Regions from separate parts of the Mus musculus genome. Here region 1 is linked to region 2. Evidence: chromatin contacts called from public ChIA-PET data. All regions are on one chromosome and are shown on one strand. Each heading gives the region's core, a stretch centred on a gene start, on an enhancer-like site or on the middle of the called end of the contact. The rest is flanking DNA. Distances are from core to core; before and after follow the strand shown. Region 1 holds the start of Spag4 (sperm associated antigen 4). Region 2 overlaps Cep250 (centrosomal protein 250).

Evidence for each region. ChIA-PET counts read pairs in DNA pulled down with a chosen protein or histone mark.
Region 1: a contact with region 2 is called in an RNA polymerase II ChIA-PET map of memory CD8 T cells, with 288 read pairs. The contact joins the promoter of Spag4 here to the enhancer-like site in region 2. A contact is called at or near these places in 8 of 39 promoter capture datasets (the HPC-7 cell line, Sertoli cells, embryonic stem cells and 5 more), 13 of 484 Hi-C or Micro-C datasets (the AML12 cell line, the P5424 cell line, Th1 cells and 9 more), 10 of 115 datasets of contacts at active chromatin or transcription factors (the 230-238 cell line, double positive thymocytes, effector CD8 T cells and 5 more) and 4 of 9 other capture datasets (adipose tissue, embryonic stem cells, liver and 1 more).

What each region holds. Positions count from the first base shown.
Region 1 is chr2:156,061,430-156,067,966 of GRCm38.p6, reverse strand. Spag4 (sperm associated antigen 4) reads right to left here and starts at 2,754. Exons shown (of 12, transcript NM_139151.4): 1 at 2,296-2,754; 2 at 1,729-1,833; 3 at 1,334-1,400; 4 at 1,101-1,162; 5 at 835-878; 6 at 630-655; 7 at 404-512; 8 at 145-220; 9 at 1-30. The coding sequence starts at 2,605. It overlaps Gm39970 (a long non-coding RNA gene), which reads left to right and starts at 3,353. Exons shown (of 3, transcript XR_866890.1): 1 at 3,353-3,962; 2 at 5,840-5,999.
Region 2 is chr2:155,975,125-155,981,688 of GRCm38.p6, reverse strand. Cep250 (centrosomal protein 250) reads right to left here. Exons shown (of 33, transcript NM_001130000.1): 16 at 5,825-6,018; 17 at 5,478-5,605; 18 at 5,131-5,300; 19 at 2,378-2,545; 20 at 1,843-1,977; 21 at 184-306. It overlaps LOC108168808 (a long non-coding RNA gene), which reads left to right and starts at 6,018. Exons shown (of 4, transcript XR_001783524.2): 1 at 6,018-6,103; 2 at 6,210-6,289. Within about 2 kb of position 2,203, at least 188 of the 459 cell types and tissues checked have an H3K27ac peak or open chromatin away from gene starts, as enhancers often do. A contact at or near this core is called in the 230-238 cell line, the HPC-7 cell line, the P5424 cell line and 8 more, where this site is marked.

The sequences.
Region 1 (6,537 bases), core at 1,505-4,004, 86 kb before region 2:
TGGACGTCTTCTCCAGGTCGATGGAGGCTCCTGGAACAGGCACAAGTCAATTTCAGGGGCTCCTACTGGGACTTCTCAACAGCGCGGTAGAATGGCTGTCTAGGACCGTCACTCCAGCTCTTTCCACATCTCTCTGTGTCTTACCCACAGAGCTCAGTGCATAGTCAGGTTTGCGCACGAAGTCTTCATTCAGCCTCTGGAACACGAGCTTGGCCACTCTCTAGAAAGGCAGAGGGTGACCCAGGAGGACTGTGAACTAGCTTATAGGCAGGCCTGCTTCTCAGTAACTCGATGCTCTGAGGTAGGAACTTAAGGGCCTTGAGAAAGATTCCCCACACTGGGACCCAGTCTTCCAAGTGAACACAGCTAGACCCCTGAGCCTCCCAGCTGGGCCATAGCCCACCTCACTGTGGGCTGCACGAACGCTGGACACCTCCTTGTGGAGTTTATTCAGTTCTGCCTGGAGCTGCTGCAGTTGCTGGCCCTGGGAATGCACGCGGTGGTGGTATTGGCTGTAGTTGGGAGGTGGGTACCATGCAGTTAGCTACCTGTCCCTGTGCATTCCTCTCAGAAAGCACCCACAGAGGCATTGCCAGTGTTGCCCAGGCCTGCCCCAGCTGCCCTTTCACCTTAGAGTCAGCATCTCCGTAGGTTCCTGTGGAGGAAGGGACCAGTAAGCACCCTTCTCTGTCAACATTGCCCTACCATTCTTGGTTGGCCCATGGGGATTTATACTCAGTGCTTCCTACACTGCCCCCATCCCAACAGCCCAGGGATGCCCCCCACATACACACAACCTCACCCCACCTGGAGACATAGGTCTCCCCAACTCACGTTCTCCAAAGGAGGGATCAGGTACAGGAGCCCCCACCAGAGTGCTGGAGGAAGAAAAAGAGGAAAGGTGTCCTCTGATGTAAGAGGACAAGGAAGAAAGCAAGGAGTTGGGGTGAAACCTAGGGCTGCCGGAGCACACTCGGGAGACCAAGATGGGGGGGGTCACTAGAATGGGCTGAAGGCCACCAAGACGGAGTTCGGGGGGGGGGGGCTGGACTTGGCCCCAAACCTGCAGAGCTGGGTCCCAGGGAATCGATGCTCCTCACCTGCCAGAAAGATGCTCAGGAGCGACACAGCAGTGAACAGGAAGCGGATGGAGCAGATTTCCCTAAAGAACAGGAGTGGAAGCTGCTGCCTAGAGGCCCTGAACCACTCAAGCCTCGACCGTGGGGGTCCTAGACCCGCCCAGTTTCTGGGAACTCAAGCAGATCTGGATCTGCTCTAGCCTGGGTGGGGCCAGCCCTGCTGCCCTTCCCTGAGCCCTGCCGTTCCCTCTGACCTGCACACACAGACCAGCCCATCGACTGCCAGGGATAACACCATGCTCAGCACCTGAAAGAGGAGGCCTAGGGACGGAGACCGGAGAAGCAGCTCAGAGAGGGTGATCCATGAAGGTGAGGTAGTGCAGGTTCAGAAGGGCTCAAGAGAAGCCGGGGTGGGGACTGGGGTGGTGCGGAGGACAAGAGTCTGGGGCTCAGGAGGCAAGGGTCGTTTGGGGAAATGAGCTGAGGCTGGACACTAGGGCACAGGCTCGAGGAGGAGAACTGGGAACAGGGGCGGGGGTCCGAGAGCAGAGGTCAAAGGGCATCTGGGCTGGTTTCTCTGACTCAGACTCAGCAGAAATGGGGTTCTGAGTGCCAAGGTCAGAGGGGATGGGGCTGGCCTGGCTCGTACTCAGGAAGCTCTTGGACACCCTCGGGGTAGGCATCTCCTGCCTCAGATCCAGGATCGGGAGAAGGTTGAGTTGTTCCTCCAAAACTACAGAAGATCCAGACGGTTCTGCAAGAGCCCAGGGCACCATTGAGGTTTTGTGCACCACAGGCCCGCTCTTCCCCTCGGGGCCCGGGCGCAGGCTCCTGACCCTAGTGCCAAACAGCTGGGCAGCCTCTCAAACAGGCTTTTAGTCCAGGCCTTTGCCCCAGGTCACACTCCCTGCACACGCCCAGACCCGGAGCTGGAGAGTCTCAATCAGTGGAAACCGCCCCCCAGTCTGAGTCCCCGTGCGGCCGGACTAGGGTCACACTCACGCCGGCCCTGCGGCACCTCCTCAGCCATGCCCAGGCACAGGATTTCCTCCGCCCCCTCCCGGGACCGGCCATGGCACCGAGCTCGCCCCCGAGGGACACGTGTCGAGCACGTCCCCTCGTGAGCCAGGTCGGGGCTTCTGCACCCAGGTCCGCGCCGGGCCCCGCCCCCGAGCCCGCCCCGCCCTCTCGCCCCCGGGTTCGACCCCGCCCGCACCCGAGGCCCCGCCCCTCACGGTTGCCGCGCCACAGGCGGTCTGCCCATTGTGGCTCCGAGGCGCCAGCTTCGGCCGAGAGCTTCCTGCCCATGTGTCTCCTCCGGGCATTCCTGGGCTTAAGGCGGGCTCACCACAGCTCGAGCCCCGGGCCCTTCTGCCCTCGGGCTCCCCGAGCTCCGGCCCAGCGGACCGGCGCCCATTGCTGTCCCCCGAAGTCGCGCTGTGGGAACTATTGCTGTTCTCGCTGTAGAAGTTGGGTGTGTGATTATGAGAGGATGCGGCCGAGCCTGAGCGGGGGCTCCGCCGCATCCTGACCTGGGCTACCCCTCTGGGAAGCCGAAGTCGCCGCAGCCAAAGCCCTCGGCCCTTCCTCAGCTGCCTCGCGCCGCAGGGTAGCACCCTGCGTGAGCCCCGCGGCGGCTCGGCCGACCCTCCCGCTGCTGTGCTGTTGTCACCGTCACAGAGGAGCCGCGTCACAGAGCGCCCGTGACGTCACTGGGAGCCAGCAGCCCATCCCCCTTTCCTGATACATTTTTGTTCATGGTTTGGGTGTGTGTGTGTGTGTGTGTGTGTCCATCCAGAAGTTGATCTCTGCTGCTGTCTTCTCCTGCTCCCCACCTTAGCTTTCGAGATAGATTCTCTCTTTCTGAACCTGGGGCTCACTTTTTTGTTTTGTTTTTTCAACTAGGCCCCAGCGGTTCTCAATCTTCCTAATGCTGCGACCTTTAAATACAGTTCCTCATGTTGGGTGACCTCCAACCATAAAATTATTCTCATTGTTATTTCATAACTATATTTTTGTTGGACTGGAAAGGTGGCTCAGCGGTTAAGAGCACTCACTGCTCTTCCAGTGGTCCTGAGTTCAATTCCCAGCAACCACATGGTGGCTCACAACCATCTGTAATGGGATCCGATGCCCTTTTCTGGTGTGTCTGAAGACAGCAACTGTGTACTCATATACATAAAATAAATAAGTCTTTAAAAGAAAACCTGTAATTTTGCTACTGTTATGAATAAACTTTTGGAGATAGAGGTTTGCAAAGGAGGTCCCGACCCACAGTTTGAGAACCATTGAACGAGGGCTGGGACGACTCCATGGTTCCACTTGTCCCTACTCCCACAGAGCTTCAGTGACAGGCAAGTACCACAGCACCCTCTGTTTATGTGGATTCGGGGTTTACAAGCAAGTCCTCATGCTTAGGCAGCAAGCGTGAGGTTTATCCACTGGGCCATCTCAACTCCTCCTCTCTGTTCTGAGTCACGGTCTCTTACAAGTTTGACTAGAGAGCTAACCAACGGGTCCTAGGGATTCTGCTGTTTCTCTCTCTTCAGAGTCGGGATCACAGTCCCCTGAGCTCTGGTCTGTCGCTTTTTACCTACAGTGCTGGGTATCTGCACATGGGTCCCCGGGCTTCCGCACATTTTATTGATTATGACATTGCCCCAATCTCCTATGTAATTTAGACAAGAGGTTTTGCTTTGATTCTTTTGCTAGCCTGGTACTGGATATATAACCCAGGATGGTCCCGAGTCAGGACCATACTCCCGGTACAGTCTCCCAAGCCTGAGACTATGGGCATGTCATCATGTCCATCATGACCAGCTACAATGGCACCTAGATTTTGTTCACTTCTGTATCCTGCAGTACCTAGACGGGTCTAGCCTGGTAAGTGCCCTAGTATTTAGGGAAGCAGTAAATATTAGGAAGGAACAGAGCATCATCCAACACACTAAAACATTTATTATGGCCCCTCCTATTCACTTTTAAAACAGAGTCTCACTATGCAGCCAAAGCCAGTCTGGAGCTCAGATCTGCCTGCCTCCCCCACCTCCCAAGCTCTGAGGTAAAGGCATGTACCACAACTCCCAGCTGAGAGAGAGACAGAGGGACAGAGAGACAGAGAGACAGAGAGAGAAAGAGACAGAGACAGAGACAGACAGAGAGAGAATAAGCTTTAAGCTCGGCAACAAGTGCCTTTACCTGCTGAGCCATCTTGCTATCCTAGAACCACATTTTGAATAACTACATGCTTGTATCTAATTAATGTCTGTACCAGGAACAGCAACAATGTAGTGCAACCTGCAAGATTTACACAGGGAGTCTGTCAGCTCCCGAGGGAAAAGGACTTACTTCTCTGAGATCATGTTGCATCACAGGTTTGAATTTGGGAATCCTGACCCAGCAAGGTGGTAGCACACTTCTTTAATCCTAACACTATGGAGGCCAAAGTAGAAGGATCTCTGAGTTCTGAATTCAAGGCCAGTCTAGTCTCCATAAAGAGTTCCAGGACAGCTAGAGCTATATAAAACCACAATGACAAAAACAGAATTCCAAAATCCTGCACCCACCCGGTGTTTTTCTTCTCACATCACATCTTACTTAGAATGCTAATCAGCTTGGGGAAGTGGCAGTTCTTAGAGGCTGAGGTATAAAGACAGTCTGTTCTGCTAAGCTGTGTTCCAGTCCAGAGGAGGTTCTTGTATTGTACCAGGCTCTAGAGAGGTGACATTACTATGTTTCATTAGATTCCATAGAGCCCCGGAGGCAAGCAAAGCAGGAAGCCCATCTGACCCTGCCCTGGGTCTGTTCGAAAATTCCACTGGATTGCAGTTTCTCTGACAGAGGAAGGTGAAGCCTCCTCAGCATTTAAGTACCTTGTCATTGTCACCTAACCTGGATCTTACTTGAAAAGAGAGCGACCTGGCAGGAGAGATGGCCCAGTGGTTCAGAGCACTGTCCTTGAGGACTGAGTTCAGTTCCCAGCACCCACATGACAGCTCACAGCTGTCTGTAACTCCAGTTGCTGAGGATCTGGCGCCTCTCACAGACATGCAGGCAGAACACCAATGCACATAAAAAGAAATAAATCTCAAAGTAAAAAAAAAAAAAAAAAAAAGCAACCTTGGACCTCCTTAACCAACAGTACAAAGGGAGGTTTCCATGCCTGGCACTAGAGATTTTGGTAGTCTTTGGCTCTTGAGAGGAGCATTATCACCCATGTCACACACACACAACATTCACATGTATAGTACACTTCTTTTTTTGGGGGGGGGGGGTGGGTTCAAGAAAAGATTTTCTCTGTGTAGCTCTGACTGGCCTGGAACCTGCTATGTAGACCAGGCTGGCCTTGAACTCAGACAGATCTACCTGCCTCTGCTTCTCAAATGCAGTGTTATTAATATATGTGTTATTATTATATGGTTATTATAATGTCTTAATATAATTCTGTGTTATTAATATATGTTAAGTAAGCTTATAAAATATGTTTCCCTATGACGTTTTCAAGCTTCGTTAGTGTAATTTCTCTTTCCTCCTGCTGTGTTACCCTCGCCCCCCAGTTAGAATGACCTCCTGTTTTTCTCCTTTTCCACTTTAGAGCACCCATGTCCTATTAGAGCTCCCCCTTTCTACCTTCCTGCTTCTGTGGGATTTCAGGCTATGCACTCAATATAGACACATTCATTATGTTTTTGTTGCTGTGATAAGACTCCATGGTCAAGGATACTTCCAGAAAATGAGTTGATTTGGTCTTATGATTCCAGAGAGCTAAGAGGCGTCATGGCAATGAGGCACGATTGTCAGCAAGCAGCAAACAAGGCAGCTGGAGCATCCGACGCAGCGCACGGAAAGCTCTTACCTTCAACAGCAAACACAAAATGGAGCAAACTAGAAACAATGGCTCAAGCCTTCAAATTCTCAAAGGTTGCCTTCAATGACGCCCTTCTTCCAACAAGGCCACACCTCTTAAGCCTCCCCCAAACAGTGTTACCAACTGGGTACCAATTGTTTAAAGCTGGAGAGTGGGGACATTTCTTTCTTATTTATTTATTTATTTATTTATTTATTTATTTATTTATTTATTTATTTAATTTATTATATGTGAGTTGTAGCTGTCTTCAGACACTCCAGAAGAGGGAGTCAGATCTTATTACAGATGGTTGTGAGCCACCATGTGGTTGCTGGGATTTGTACTCAGGACCTTCAGAAGAGCAGTCGGGTGCTCTTACCCACTGAGCCATCTCACCAGCCCCAAGTGGGGACATTTCTCATTCAGGCCACTGCAATAAGCTACTGCCTTTGTCCTAGGTTGCCTCCCAGAACATGAAGGTAAGACTCTATCGCTGGAAACACCGTACACTTAGGACACTTGGAGGGATAGCACTGTAACTTTCCCAGAAGCCTCCTCCCTGAGGGCTAGCTCTCATAGCATCACAACCACTATACAAGAACAGTGGGAAAA
Region 2 (6,564 bases), core at 954-3,453:
GGGCTAGTAATACAATCCCAGAACTCTCAAAGGTACATGCTCAGCTCTGAACACCCTTCAACTCTGCATTTAGTTCGGTGGCCTATCTCTGTTCTCCCGAGGTCAAGAAGCAGGACCCAGATTCCACTGTCTGTAGAAGGGAGTAGGAAGGAAGGGCTGTGGGGCAAGTAGAAAAAAAGGTACCTGCTTCTGCAGGTCCAGCTTGTCCTTCTGGAAGGCAGCAAGGTCGTCCCTGTGCTGCTGGGCTGCCTCCTTCAGCTCCTGCTGTGTTTCCTGAAGCTGGGCCTGCAGCATGCCAGTGGTCTCCTATAGAAAGCAATCGGGGAGTACAGAAAAGCTCCCATGGGAGCTAGCTCCTGAAATCCTTACTATATAAATAATTGGTCTGTTTGTTTCTATTGAGTTGGCAGAAACTGAGGCAGGAAGTAGCAATGCATACTTTCTCCCTCTATTCTCAGACCTCATTTCCCCTCCTATGCCTGCATGGGTTCAGCCAACTTTTCTGGGCAAGCCCAAGAGCTGGTAACTGTCCCTAGCAGACTCATTAGCAGCCTCCTAAGCAGATCCTTATTTCCACTTAATTGCACACACACACACACACACACACATTTCCACCTGGTCTAGTACAGCATTAAAAAGATATCCTGGTCAGGCATGGTGACATATGCCTATAATCCTAGCTCTAGGGTAGCAGAGACATGTAGAAGCTACATAACAGAGAAACTCTGCCTCAAAAATTATTTAATTAATTAAGTTAATAATAAAAATGTAGTAATTTTGTAATTTAGTAGTTGAACATTTGCCTAACATATCCAGGTTTGATCCCCAGAACCACCAAAAGATAACAATAATTTAAAAAAAACGTAAACAAGAATATATAAAATCATGCATGAGGGGCTAGGGAAATGGTTGGTGGTTAAGAGCACTGGCTGCTCTTTGCTCTTGCAGAATACCCAGGTTCAGTTCCCAGAAACCATATGGTGACTCAAAACTTCACTAACTCCAGTTCCAGGGGCTCTGACATCTTCTGGCCTCTGCAGGTACCAGGCCTGAACATGGTATATATACATACATGCAGGCAAGACATTCATACACATAACATAAAAATAAATAAATCTGGGACTGGAGAGATGGCTCAGAGGTTAAGAGCACTGTCTGCTCTTCCAGAGGTCCAGAGTTCAATTTCCAGCAACCCCATGGTGGGTCACAACCATCTGTTATGGGATCCAATGCCATTTTCTGGTGTGTCTGAAGACAGCTACAGTGTACTCATATACATAAAATAAATAAATATAAAAAAATCATGCATCTCTCTTACACTTAAAATATCAGTCACCAGTTTTCCACTGGCCTCTAAACAAACCCCAAGCTCCCATGGCTAAGGAGGGGTCCTTTCCTTCTCTCCTCTCTTCTGTACTGACCCCAAGTTTATCACACTAGAGCCATGTACCTCCTTTTACCCCATATTTCCTAAGCCTCTGTCTGTCTGTTTCAGGGCCCTCTGACAATGGAATCCTGTGCCTAACATGTCCTTCAAAACTACCCTTAGCTGGGAAGGTTCTGCTGCCAAGTGTGATGACCCGAAGTCAATCCAGGGTCCCAGCTGGCAGAAGGAAAGAGCCAACTCTACCATGGGAATTCCATAGGCATGTCATGCCATATGTACATGCATGCACATGCACACAGAATAAACAAACAGATGTAATTTAAAGGTAATTAAAAACTGCCTCCTTCTAGCACTGAAGCCCCACAGTTCAATCCCTAACAATACTTTAAATGAGGTGTTATGGTCCACACTAGGTGGTAGAAGCAGAAGGATCAGGCACAGGGCCATCGCCATACCTGTTCCTTTAACTTCTGAATCTTCATGTCCTGTCTCAGCCTTTCCAGCTGTTGACTAGCATCTGCCAGCTCCTTCTGGGTCCTCAGCAGTGTCTCCAGGAGGGATACTCTCTCCTTCTCTGTTTCTAGCTGCATCTGGGGAAGGGCAGGAAGGGCAAGGGCTTCATGGCTCTGGATTATCATGTTCACCCAGGAGGCCATAAGCACATCTCATCTGCTCCAAGGTCTTCCAACAACAGGATGAGGGGCTGAGGGCAAGGGAAAGTCTCGGACCATTAACTTAGAACCAGGAAGTGCAAAGACTGCCACCGGCTCATAAGCTGACAGGATGTGGTCAATGCTGGCCCTCCCTCGGGAAGTATGACACACTGCCTGCTTGCAGCTAACTGCATGTTAGTCTCCTCACAGGCAGCAGGGCAGTAGCTACACTCTTCAGGAAGCCCCTCCTGAGCCCTGTTCTTAGGAATGGAAAAGTAAGAGGGGAAGAGACCGGGCATGCAAACATCATGAGGATATAAAGCTCGAGGATGCTTACTTGATACAGGGCGCTGTCAGCCTGGCTTCGTTCCTCTTCCCTCTGTGCACGGATGGCTTCCATTTCTGTCTGCTGCTCTCTCAGCTTTGTCTCCAGCTCTGCTCTCTCCCTCTCGAGGGTTTCCAGGGTCTTATCCAGCTCCTGCTGCAGCCAGGAGCGCTCTTTCTCCTGATCATGTAAAGGAACCCATACTGTTAAAGCCAGTGAGTGAGAGAGGAGACGGGGAGCTTGTCTGGACTTAGAATCTCTTCACTGTCTCACTGTGACATGGGCACTGCTTTAAGCCTGGTGACTCATTTCTCAGGGAAGTTTAAATCCCTGTCTCACTAAAATTTAAAGGTCATTTAATATTTTTTTAAAAGATTATTTTTAAAAAATAATATATAAACTGGAAGTGGTGGTGCACTCCTTTAATCCTAGTACTTGGGAGGCAGAGGCAAGGTGGATCTGAGTTTGAGGCCAGCTTGGTCTAAAGAGTAAGTTCTAGGACAGCCAGGGCTACACAGAGAAACCTTGTCTCAAAAAAACAAAACCAAAAAATAAAATAAAATAATGTCAACTGCACAACCATCATAAACACCAAACCTTCAGGGTCAAAAAGCCAACTATAAAAATAACAAAATTAAGTTGTTCGCTCTGTCTAAATGTATGGCCACCAGAGAGCTAAATTTGTGATGTCAAAACAGGAAGAAATAGTCTATCAGTGCTGGTTAGCTATGAGCAGAATATTTTGCTATTGAAAGTGCCACGTCCTGGGCAGTGAGACGGTGCAGAAAGTAGAAGCAGCTGCTATGTCAGTTTGCAGACCTGAGGCCCAGCTCCAGAACCCACACTGGAGGGAGAGAATCAACTTAAGACTTTTGATTATTTTGTTTTTGAATATTTATTTTTATTTATGTGTATATGTGTGGCATATATGTATGTATGGGCACAGAGGCCAGAGGAAGGCTTTAGAGGCAACTGGGAATCACCTGAGGTGGTTACTAGGGACCAACTCAGGTCCTCTGAAGAGCAGACTCTCTAACCATGGATCTCTCTAGCCCCTTGATCATGTTTTACAGTGAGTTTGCTGACAAGAAAGCAGCCAAAAATTTGCTCATTTTTGGAATTATGTGGGTATGACAGCAGGTATTTTCAAATAGTTGAGTAGTGTCCACAAGGCATTTCCTCAACTAAAATTCAGTCATGATACCTCCTGAAAGCCCAAAGTAAAAGATTATAACCCTGCTGACTGATCAGCTAATGGCCTCAGATTTCCTGAAAGGAGTGACTATCATGGTCACACTTGGGCCATGGTGGTCCCTTCTCTCTTCCCCTTCCCACACCCTCAGACAGACTACTCCCTTGTAACTGTTTTTAATTAAATAAAGGTTTAGAGAGGGTCTCACTATGAAATCCTGGAACTCATTAAGTAGATCAGGTTGGCACTGAACTCACAGACATCCACCTGCCTCAGCTTACGAAGTGCTAGAATTAAAAGCGTGTACTGCTACTCCGTCCAGCTGAGAAGTGTTAGATGATATGTGCTCTGTCCTCTCTGGTGCCTGCATCTGCCTTAGTCAGAGTGACACGAGGTAGGAAGCACTGGGCCACATAAGCACCATACTTAGGAGTGTAGCTACTATAGTTCCTCATGCCCCAAAAGGCATAAAAATAAATCTACATGAGTATAAAATAAAAACAAGAACAAGAAATTTAATTAAGTAATTAGACGGCAGAAGAAACAATTCTTTTTTTCCCCCCAGACAGTTCTAGTCCTGGCTGTCCTGGAACTATCTCTATAGACTAAGCTGGCCTCAAACTCACAGAGACCTGCCTGACTCTGCCTCTCGAATGCTGGGATTAAAAGGCATGTGATACTACATACACTAGCCTCCTAACTTTTGGAAAAAGGGTATTCCTTTGTAACACAGGTAGCCTTGAACTCACAAGGCTCCTGCCTCCTGGATGCTGAGATTATAACTGTGCTCTGCCAGGTCTGCTCCTAGGCTCCATACTTAATTCTTCATACACATCAAGCAAGCAAGCAGGCAAGGCAGCAAACAAAACACACACACACACACACACACACACACACACACACACACACACACACTGGATTTTATATCTTGGTAGTCACATTTCATTCTTCTTCTTTTTTGGGGCATAGTTATATATTTTAATTTAAAATGCTTATACATAAATACTGTTTTATTTCTGTCAACCTTTTAAAATATATTCATAATTAATGTTTTCTAAAGGTCTATTTACCTGTTTTAATATGAGTAGATGCATTAAAGGCATACACTCTCAGATTTCCCCATTAAGGCATCTAGATGCATAGTTACCAATTATAGAATGAAAAGAAGTTAAGATATATCAGTAAAAATTATTCATAGTTTTTTAAAGATTTATTTTATTATTATATCTAAGTACACACTGTTGCTGTCTTCAGAAGAGGGTGTCAGATCTCATTATGGGTGGTTGTGAGCCACCATGTGGTTGCTGGGATTTGAACTCAGGACCTTTGGAAGGTCACCTTTGGAAGAGCAGTCAGTGTTTTTTAGTTTGTTTTGTTTTTGTTTTTTATTTTTATTTTTTACTAGGTATTTTCCTCATTTACATTTCCAATGCTATCCCAAAAGTCCCCCATACCCTCCCCCCCATATTTCATTCTTCTAAGCATTATCTGGACCAAGAGGCAGCAGGCGGCAGGCTCACTGAAGGGAGGCCATGTCTGCCTCCCCTATGTCCCAATCACATCCACCACCTACCCATTTCTCTTGCAGCCTGTTCACCTCCTCCTCGTGGGCCACCTTCTGTCGCTCCAGAGATGCTTGCCCCTCCTGCTCAGCTTGGGCTAGCTGCCTGGCTACTGCATCCCACTCCTGCTCTGCCCGGGTCCTCTCAGCATCCAGTTCCAGCTTCAGGCATTTCACTTCCCCTATGACATCAGGTAAGATCGCCTCTGAGCCTCTGCCCTGCTCTTTCTCCCTGCCCACCCGCCTCAGGAGCAACTTCCTCTCAGAGCCCGAGTCTGGCAGAAGAAAGCTCTCACTGCTTTCTTGGCTGTTACTATCTCTTTGGAATGCAGTGTGCCCCATTCCAGCTGGGCTCTCACCTTGAATTACTTCCTTGGCTTGGATAATAGTTTGAATCTGGACCTCCAGCTGCCCCTTGGTGACCTGTATCACAGAATTTTGCTGTTGGGCCTCAAATAGATTGCTCTCCAGTTGCTCCTTGGCTGACCTATAAGATTTAGGAATCAGGGAGAGTTCTAACCCATCAAGCCCCTTACCCTTTCTCAAGAGGGACTGGGTTTTAAGTACAGGTCACCAGGGAAGCTCTAGGGCAATCACACGTCTACAGCTCTTTTAGAATGCATACACTGAGGACAGGGAGCTTAGCTTGGCTACCCTTACCCTTGCAAAGCTCTCTGTGCTCGGATGAACTAAGTGTGGGCCCTACCTGAGCCCCAGGACATGTTCAGTGAGGTCCTGTCGGTCCCGCTCCACAGCCTGCAGGCGCACCTCAAGAGCTGCCCTCTCCCGTACTAGGGCTTCCTTCTCCTGGACTGCCCTAGCAAGTGTTTCTTCCTGTCTTTCTGCGTCCTGATGCAGCTGTTCTAGGTGAGCTGTAGCTGTTTCTTGCTGGTGATGTGCCTGAGGGAGAGAAATTGGTGAGACACAGAGTAAGGCACAATCCCAGGATTCTTGCTCCAGAGCTACTAACAGCAAGTCAAGGCCAGTGAGTCTTCAAGGATTCTGAACTCCACACTGTGAGATCGAGCATTGTTGAATAACTGGCATTTATGTCTGTCTGTCTGTCTGTCTGTCTGTCCTTGATCAACCAGGAGTCCCCGGACCAGAAAGGATGTTCTCCAATGAGCAAGGCACTATACTGAGGCCAGCAGGACCTGTATATGCTAAGAAAGTGGGTAATGACCTGGGAAGGGGCTCTAAGAATGGGATACTCTAAGTATTGCCCTAATGCTCCAAGCATCAGGGCAGTGAGCAGTCTGGTAGGGAAAAGTATGCCTGTCATGATTGATCTTCACTGTCAACTTCGTGATTGAGAATCCCCGAGGAGCCACGCCTCTGTGTGTCTGTGAGGATGTTTCCAGAGAGGATAAGGAAGGAAGGGGAACCATCTGAATGTGGATGGAGACGCCTCATGAGCTGGAGTTGTAGATTCTAAAAAGGGCAACA